Linked DNA regions of Drosophila melanogaster: region 1 is linked to region 2. Evidence: chromatin contacts called from public Hi-C data. All regions are on one chromosome and are shown on one strand. Each heading gives the region's core, a stretch centred on a gene start, on an enhancer-like site or on the middle of the called end of the contact. The rest is flanking DNA. Distances are from core to core; before and after follow the strand shown.

The links. A called contact is a pair of places that touch in the nucleus more often than the background predicts.
Region 1: a contact with region 2 is called in a Hi-C map of the Kc167 cell line, with 2.6 times the contacts expected there. The contact joins the promoter of Dhc64C here to the promoter of Pgant6 in region 2. A contact is called at or near these places in 15 of 107 Hi-C or Micro-C datasets (the D17-c3 cell line, the Kc167 cell line, the S2 cell line and 7 more).

The regions. Positions count from the first base shown.
Region 1 is chr3L:4,824,334-4,828,987 of dm6, reverse strand. It overlaps Dhc64C (Dynein heavy chain 64C), which reads left to right and starts at 3,301. Exons shown (of 15, transcript NM_001274503.1): 1 at 3,301-3,660. The coding sequence starts at 3,417. LeuRS-m (Leucyl-tRNA synthetase, mitochondrial) reads right to left here and starts at 3,135. Exons shown (of 4, transcript NM_139675.3): 1 at 2,946-3,135; 2 at 1,102-2,893; 3 at 802-1,043; 4 at 1-745. The coding sequence starts at 3,035. The coding sequence ends at 260.
Region 2 is chr3L:2,780,317-2,784,964 of dm6, reverse strand. It overlaps Pgant6 (Polypeptide N-Acetylgalactosaminyltransferase 6), which reads right to left and starts at 2,710. Exons shown (of 4, transcript NM_167966.2): 1 at 2,410-2,710; 2 at 1,493-2,227; 3 at 464-1,229. The coding sequence starts at 2,064. mRpS35 (mitochondrial ribosomal protein S35) reads right to left here and starts at 4,066. Exons shown (of 2, transcript NM_079169.3): 1 at 3,835-4,066; 2 at 2,860-3,771. The coding sequence starts at 3,952. The coding sequence ends at 2,909. Atg2 (Autophagy-related 2) reads right to left here. Exons shown (of 2, transcript NM_139491.2): 2 at 4,288-4,648. The coding sequence ends at 4,552.

The DNA.
Region 1 (4,654 bases), core at 2,052-4,551, 2.0 Mb before region 2:
TTTACCAATCCTGTAAAGCAGCTGCTTACAACTAGTCCAATTTTTATAAATATTTAACATTAAACATGATTAAAAAGTACCAATCTAGGATGGCGCCTTTCTGGCCAACACCGGAAATGCATTTGGGCAGGTTGAACCCACTCTCCTCCGTAATCCGTTCGGCTTAAGAACTATGATCGCAAGAATATCCTAAAAAGTAGCAACCAAACTTTTACTACTCAACTTTATCTATCCACTTTCACGATACTTTTTCCTTATCCTACGCCTGAGGCTGAGCTTCTGCATCATCGGTGGTCGGCGGCTTTTGCTTCATTTTCGCCTTATCCACATAGATATTCAGAATAGCCTCGATTCCCGGGTAAAGCACAAAATTGGTGGTGCGAATTTTCTTGTCAATTAGGTACGATGTCACCGATTCGGTGTTGAAGGCAATGTCGAGAGCATCACTGTGCGTTACCTTATCCAGATGCGTTCTCTGCACTTTGATTACACAGTTCTCAAATCCATTGACTTTAATGCTAAGGTCCAGATTGTAGGCGGGGTCGATGTCTGGCCAGCGCTGAGCAAGCACATCTTCGCTCCACTGTAACTCCTGACTGGCGGGATTTAGCCTGCCTGGTATCGCCACAAACTTTGACCACAGTTCGGAGGCAAAGTGCGGAGCCATTGGCGCGAGCATGATGATCTGGGCAGCCAGCGCACGTTCAAACTGTTTTCCATGTCGCAGGACATGCTTAGGTGTGCGCTAAAATATTTTTGCATAAGCTGAGATTAGAAAACGGATTTAGTTTTAAGCCTTACCCTGAGAGAATTCGTTAGCCCCTGCATTTTGGAAATTGCCACACTGAGTTGCTGTGCATGGCGGTAGTTAAAGGTGGCTCCTTTCACATAAAAGTTTCGCGCATCGAACAGCTTGGCATCCTCAGCCAGGAACTCTTCACTGGTGGGTACAACATCCGAAGCAGTTTGATCTTCGCGAGCCTGTTGGAAGTCCTGCAGGGTCAGCCAAAGCCGCTTTTGCCAATTAAGGATGCCAGGAAAAGCTGTCGTATACACAGATATATCAAATGGCTATCATATCATATACAACTTAATACTCACTTGCACTGGACCAGTTGCGGTGGGATGTGGGCGCCACATCGGCCAATATGATCAGTCTCGTTGTATCCGTTCCATACTCATTAAACATGTCGCTAGGCTCCACCCCATTCAGCTTTGACTTAGACATCTTTTCCCAGGTCATGACCACGGGCTCTTTGGTTTCCTTTAGCACCGCCTGGTTCTTTTTGGCGTTCACAATCTCCACTTCTGTTTCGGGCACATAACGTCCACTGCCCTTCACCCGGAAGGAGCGACCCATCACCATGCCCTGGACTAGCAGCCGGGAAAAGGGTTCGCTAGTGGGCGAAAGCCCGCAACTGTGCAGGAAGTGGTTTATAAAGCGGGCGTAGTAAAGATGGAGCACGGCATGTTCCTTGCCTCCTATGTACAGATCCACAGGCATAAACTTCTTGGTCAGCGCTGTATCGAAAATGCGTTCGGAATTTTGGGCGTCCAAGTAACGCAAGTAGTACCAAGAGCTGTCCACAAATGTATCCATTGTATCCGTCTCCCTTCGTGCATCCTTCTCACCGCATTTTGGGCAATCACAGAGAAACGCTTCCTTCGGGGAATCCTTCGGAGGCAGAGACACTGGCAGCTGCTCCTCCGGCACTGGCACTGCTCCGCACTTTTGACAGTGTACAATAGGAATGGGAGTGCCCCAATAGCGCTGTCGTGATATCAACCAATCCTTCAGCTTTGAGGATACACGATAGCCGCCAACATTAAGGCGTGTGGCTGCCTGGAGCACCTCTTTCCTTAACATTTCCCAGTTGGCTGGACTTAGGGATTCCTCATCCTTGCCATTTGAAGTAAAAGCCAGTCCATATGAATCCCACAAATCCTTGTCTTCGCCACGGAAGCTGGGGGCTGCCAGGTAAACATCGCTCTTTGGCGGAAATGTCACTTCGTCGCTAAAGACCACAGGCATTGTGGTGCCCGCAAACGGGTTCGCTGCGCTTAGGCTGTCCGCACCCTTTAGCTTTGACAAGTGATGATTGCTGCGGAGCACGAGAAAGGCATGGGGATCTTTTAAATGCTCCGGATGGGTAGTCCACACTCGTAAAAGTCCGGAGGCGGAGGTGAGCAGGTTGAAAGCGTATCCATCACACTCTCCAATCCAGTGTCGCTGCAGGTTAATAATATCCCTCCAGTCGCGAAGCGTGGGATCCTCCAAACCGTCTAGCAATTGTTTGGCATAAGCACTCGTTCGGATAAACCACTGCCTCAAAAGCTTCTTTTCCACCTTGGCGCCCGACCGCCAGGAACAGCCGTTGGCGTCCACCTGCTCATCTGCGAGCACGGTCTTATCAACGGGATCCCAGTTAACAAGAGCCTCGTTCTGGTAGGCCAATCCATGGCGATGGAGCATTAGGAACAGATGCTGCGTCCACTTGTAGTATTTTGGACTGCAGGTGGACAATTCATGGTTCCAGTCAAAGGAGCAACCAAGTCGCTTGAGTTGTTCCTTCATCTGGGCAATGTTCTGCTCCGTCCAGGACGCGGGCTCCACCCCACGCTGATTGGCGGCGTTCTCGGCGGGCAGCCCAAAGGAATCCCAACCCATTGGCTGAAACACATTCTTGCCGCACATTCGCTGGAAACGAGCCACCGAATCGGCTATGGTATAGACGCGCACATGGCCCATGTGAAGATTGCCGGAGGGATACGGGAACATGGAGAGCACGTAGTACTTGTCCTGCGAGTCCTTGGGATTGAACTGTCCTCCACTGAGCTGCTCCCGCCAATGAGCCTCAATCCGGTGCTTGACATCACTGGTTAGCTCTGGATTCTGGAATTTAACAAAGGTCTTATTGCGTTTCTCGGATATATTATGCACCCACATCATTCCGGGTGCAGCTTTGGGTTAGCAGGCGCCGCCAGCTATTCCAGTAGACAGCTCCCCAAGGTCGTGTTCTTCTCAGTGCTTGCATTATACCGGTTTAATTGATTGAATTGCACATTTCACAATTATTGAATAACAAAATAGGAAGAACCCACTGCACTCTACAATCGAACAGCTGTTTCTCTGCATCGAGTTGCCACATCGCTCACGTGGATGGGAATTGCTCTAAGAAATTTTGGCGGGAAGCATTCCTGACTGACTGGTAACATTTCGCCCAGTTCTGTATTCTGATATCTGCCGCAACTATGGTAGCACTGGCTTTTTTGCTTTCGATTTTCAACTGAGTGGCAGGGCCGTTTACATTTTGCGAAAAAAAAAACTCACGTAATTTTTCACAGGGCGAGGCATTGTGAAAAATTAAATTGTACACCTTTTGAGGAGTATTTAATACCGAAAACCTTTGTGGGACATGGGTGACTCCTTGGAGAACCCCGATACATCGGTGGATCCAATCGTGAACCTGTCCATTGCGAACTATGATGCATTTGCCAATTATCTTCGGAAGGCGGTGACCATTTTGCTGCCGGAGGACGATGTGGTTCCCGCATCGCTGAACGATGCTCTGGACGATCCCGTCAACCAGGACACCATCCGGAAGTTCCTCTCGGATCCCCAGGTGCAGGCGCTTTACGTCCAACGCAATTGCATTAAAGGTAAAATAAGAATTCCTGTCCCGTTGGCAAATCTAGGGTGAAAAAATGGTACCTGCACAAAATGGCGTCTTTTTGGCGAAGATAAGAAAGTTGGCAAGCTTTTCAGGCAATCTTTTTGTTATAAGTTCAAAATATTAGTTCCATATGGTTACATTGAGTCATTTATGGGTTTGCTAGCTGAATACGCAACCAGTTTTTTAAAAATCAATTTGGCAGATGTTTGAATTCCAATAAGAAATATTTTTTGGCTTGGAAGTCGAAGCTGGAATACCTTACCATGTCACTAGCAACTTGTATGAAAAATTTTCAAGCATCACAAATTCATACAGTTTTTAAAATTTAAATTCAATTACAAAAATAGGATTATTTTTTATATTACGATATTGCTAAAAAGTGCATTCAGAATTAATCGTAAAATCAGAAGGATAGCAATAATTCATGTTAGTAAATACCAACTGCATTGTAAAATCAGTGTACTGCATTAGAGGGTATAAAAACGGGTTTCTGCGCATGACGTCAGCACATATGATTCACTTCGATAACTATGAGTCGAAAGTCGCGGCAGGGCGATAAGTGCTAACAGCTGTTTTGCCGCTTGCCGGCTTTGCTTGTTTACAAGCAATTCGCCGGGAAACAGCTGGTACCTGCCAAGCAACCAGTTTGTTTACGGAAACGACCTTGGAGGCTGCGCACACCTTCCGCCGCTTCAATAGCTTTGGGAGCGACATTGACATTGGCCGAAGGCAATGCCATCGGCACATTGACATTGGCAACGGGGCCAACAGCGCGGGAGCAATGACATCGCCAAGGTCCAGCCTTGAGCGCACGAATTTCGAAGGTTTTTCCTTGGACGCTTAATTTCCGTAGGTCAACACCTTGATAATGAAATCATGCCAATGCCGTGCCATTGAGTCCAATGCCAGGTGGGCAGTAGAATGCCACTGAAAGTGGGTGAGGGGTAAATGTGGAGCCAGACATGATAAACGTAATCAAC
Region 2 (4,648 bases), core at 1,461-3,960:
CTAATTAACTGATTGATTGCCTTGATAAGAATAATAATTACTGCGAAATCGTTGGCGAAGAAATCTTAAATAAAATTTGTTGCCATGGCTGCAATCAAGTTAACTTCGAAAGCCATAAACCCCTTTTTAAATATGCGCAAATATTTTTCACAACAATGTGTCAAGTTCGGATAGCTACATGCCAGAGTAAACAAAACAAAGATATAAAGATATACCACGAAGAGGCAACATATAAATTTCTAATTAGAACCAACACGCCAAGTTTATCCGCCAAAAACAAAAACATAAAAATAAAAACTTGTAAAATGAACTAGCGAAGTTCAGAGACAAAAGAATTTTATGAGGTCTTAAAAAAATTAAGAAACTAAATGGGAGTGTCTGTTAATGTTGGATGAAACCCGTTTATGGCTCAATTTCCCATTCGCCATTTAGATTACTCTTTATTCTCTACTGCTAAACTCACCTTGTGCAGGTAATCGCCCTTCCTGGGACTCGGCTGATGGTTGCGAGGTCCGCGATAGATATGCCCAATGCGGGAGCAGGGCGCATCGTACATTTCACCACCACACATCCAGATCTTGAAGCTTAGCTCATACTGTTCTCCGCCCCAGATGTCCAGGCCCTCGTCGTAGCCGCCCAGTTCCCAGAAGAACTCCCTAGAAATGGCAAATAGACCGCCAGCCATGATGGGACTCTTGAACGGATCGGCCGGATGCTTTAGATCCTCTGGCAGCAATGGCAGGCGCTTGTAAAAGAACTCCCAGTCGAACGCTCCTCGGGCTCCCTCATCCTGCGCCCGGTAGTGGAAGTTGGTGTGGTCAATCACATCGATAAAGGGACACACCGCCGTCCGTTTGTTCAGGGCAATCGGCTCCAGCAACGGTGGCAACCAATTGTAGTTGGCCTCCACGTGGGAATCGAGGAAGATGAGCACCTCTGCAGTGGCATTCCTTGCGCCCGCCGCTCGGGCACCAATCAGTCCCGTGCGCCTTGGCAGCCTCACCACGCGCACCCACTTAAAGTGTTCCGCTATATAGGTCTCCAGCTCCTTTCCCAAATATTCGCGGTCACTGTGATCGTCCACCAGGATTATCTCCTTCATCAGCTCCGGCGGCGAGCGATTAATCAGACTGTGAACTGAGCGCATCAGCACGCTCAGGTATTCGTTGTAAAAGATGATGATCACACTGACTGTGGGCAACTTCGCTACGTACTCCTTCTTGCGACATCTGCAATTGAATTAATAGATTAAAATAAATTGGAATTGGCAATAAATTATTCGTTAACAGATATCACTGCACTGATATAATTAATTCAATATCTTCCTACTATAAAATAATAAGCATTTCAAGCAAGCAAAATGGTCTTATCTGACTTTGAAAATAAAACTGATTTGGAGCGTCACATTAGAGAAGTGCCCATTTTGGGAGCCACTGCCTTATCTCGACTCCTATATTTAGCGAAACTAAGTGCTTTTTGATGAACAACTCACAGAGGGTGGCGGATGTCGGGCACCGAGCGGTTAACCGATATGGAATCCGAGAGCAGGGCATTAAATCCATTTTCCAGGGACATTCGCTTCTCCAAGTCTCGCTGGGACTCATCGTCGAGCGTCGATGCCTTTCCGCCCTCCCCGAGGCCCACGCGCTTGGCATCCTTTTCCATGAAAGTATAGTCGTGCCAGTCCTTCTTCACCGAAGCGTCCGCCGGCGCAGCCATTTGGAGCTCCTCCTGGGGCTGCTGTTGCGGTTCGTCGTCCGCCGGATGCGGATTATCGACTTCTTCCTCCACCGGTTCGGGCTCATCGATCTTCTGCAGCTCAGGATCCTCTTCGAAGTCGGGTTCCTGTGGTTTCTGAGGTTCTGGTTGCTTTATAGCTGGCACCTTCACCTTGACATCGCCGGAAAGGCCAGCCTTTTCGGGCACGGGCTCCACGCCATGATGGACTGGCTTGTTGGTGTACGGAGTAGATGAGATCCAGCTGGTTATCAGTACGAAGAGAGTCAGTGAGATCAACAAGAGCAGCGAGGCCTTCACTATCCACTTGAGATTGGGTCGCCGCATCTTTGCCGGATATCCGTGGCTACGTGTGCGCTCTACGGGTCTCTACGTCAACCATTAATGTCGGTGAAGTATATCTCGCGGTAATGGTGATATTGGTTTGTTAGCTCAGGTGCTGCGGATGTTTGCTGGCTTGTCTCTTTATCTGGCGGCACTGCAACGTGGTCTGTGGGTGAAAGAGAATAGTAGAAAAGTAGAAAAATTCAGAAACGTAAGCACATATGTATCTTTTTGGGTCGCACATACAAAAAATACAAGATAAGCGGCGAGTCATTTTCACCAATACGAAAGTTAAGATAATAGAAATGATATTTAACTGCGCTGAAGGAACATCCGCTGGATAGTTACCTTATCGCAGACATATGTCAATGAATGTACTATAACTTAGAAACACTTCAGCGACTAACTTTGTTTATAATTCCGGATTTTATAATTTTAATCAGGTGAAACGTCATCAGCAGGTGAATTCTTATCAGGAGTTTGTTCTCACCTCTCTACGACTGTATTCTACTCAAAGCTCCATCCAAACGGGGTTGAATAAACTTATTAACTACTAAAATACTAATTAGCATAGCAAAACAAAAGTTTGCTTCCACGTCCGCGGAAATTCGGTTTTTTTGGTTCTGTTCTTGGCGCTGTTCTAATGCCATTCACACGGGCACGCCTTCATTGTAAACAGCTGTTCGGACATTCACAACGAAGGAGGGGCGTCGTAAAGGGGGATTACATGGTTGCCCAGTTTCAATTCAAAATTATTAACAAGATAAATATTGTAACATTCAAATACTTGTTATGATTATTTTTTAACAACTTCTCGCTTTATTGGTTCACTCAACTATCCAGTTTCCTAGGCAATGTTCAACATCTTCTTGACCTCCTCCTTGTATTTGCCCAAGTTGTACTCGTTTTCGCCTTCGTTTATCAGTTTCTCCACGCATTCAGCGAATGACTTGCTGGGAACCACTTTTGGAGCACCCTTCTTGGCGTTCCAGTTGAGGATTCCCTCGGCGGAGACCTTCGACTGGTTACGCTCGAACAGATAGACCTCCATGTCGGCCTCCGATTTGGTGGCCTCCCACGGCTCGGTGACAAAGGATTCGTGATAGCAAGCGGTGAGCAGATACAGGGCGTAGTCGTAGTTCTGCTTCTTCTGCGGACAGCGATCCGTGACGAAGGTAACGAGGTCCGTGTCCTTGTTGTAGCGATCGCCCACCAGGCGCAGGAACTTATCCCTGGCGTGCGCATCGAACTTCAGGTCAGAGAGCTTCAGGGTAATGGTGACGCGCCTGGCCTCCGGATTCCTGATCGTGGGCAAACTCTGGCAGTAGTCTGTGGTGGTGACCTCCAGGGGGAAGTGGCGCTGCCACTTGGCCTCTGTCTCCAGACCCTTTGGCCATGGCGTGCAGAACTTCTTGATGGCTTCGCATTGCTGACGGATGGCCGGCGGTGTCAAGTGCAGAAAGTTGGGTATCTTCATCAGCTCTGCATTGGCGAACTTCGACGGAGCTGCTGCTCCGCGTTCCGTGAATCCCTGCCGCAGTGGCAGAGGCACACTGGCCGGGTGGAACGAACGTGGTCCTGGCCAAACGGCCGTCCAGTCCTGATCCACCGCCATGCGGCCAGTGCGCGGCGGTGTGATGGGATCCCGACGGACCTGCTGGCGCTTCTGCATCTGCTGCTTCACCGTCCGCAGGCTGAGCACTCGGAATTCTGGCCGATCAGGAAGATATATCCATTATAAAACGTGTAAGCCAGGGAAACTTAATTGTTTACCTTCATCATCCTCAATTTCTTGCCGCTGCTCCTGGTTGGAAAAAACACGAATACCGCTTTGCGCCGTCTGTTTTTTCAGTGGCAGGCGCTCCAACAGGCGAGTCAGCGCACTGGACATGGTTTTATGTTTAATTTTAAGCTTAGATACCTAATTTTAACTAATATTTCCAGCGATTTATGCGGCTTTTACGTAAACCATGCGCCAACGAACATTCATTCGCGCCGAATAGCAAGCAATCAGCTGTTTACAGAAACTTGCCATTCACAGAGAAGCATACAAATAAAAGTAACGTCTTTTTAAATCATTTTGTAAACTGCTAGTTGTTTTTATTTGTACTTCATTTTTAGCTGAGGGTTTAATAAATTCTGGTAGTTCGGTTAAATTTTGCTAGAATAGTATCCGTTCTTAAACTTTTAGCAGCACCATGAAGAAATACGTCATCTTTTTCTTTTATATATATATATATTTATTCAGGTAAAATAATAAAAAATATAACTCTCATGTACTGTAATATGGCTAAAAAGGATAAGTTCAATCACACCCATGTCGGAATCACCGTTCGGGATCCCAAATCCCTCGTCACCTCGCCGTCTCGTGCAAGTGCTCCTTTTATGTACATTATTTATTATTAGTAAAACAATAGAAAACATTGCGTTATGCTGTAAGCCCCGTGAACTATAGCTACCGTTAACCTAGTCGATCTGTGAAGCAGTTGCCTAGTGGATCTCCTGCTTCCACTTGTCGCGCGCCTCCAGTTTGGCCTCCGGAATCAGCGAGCTCTTGGCGCCGCCCAGGATGTTGGTGGTGGCCTGG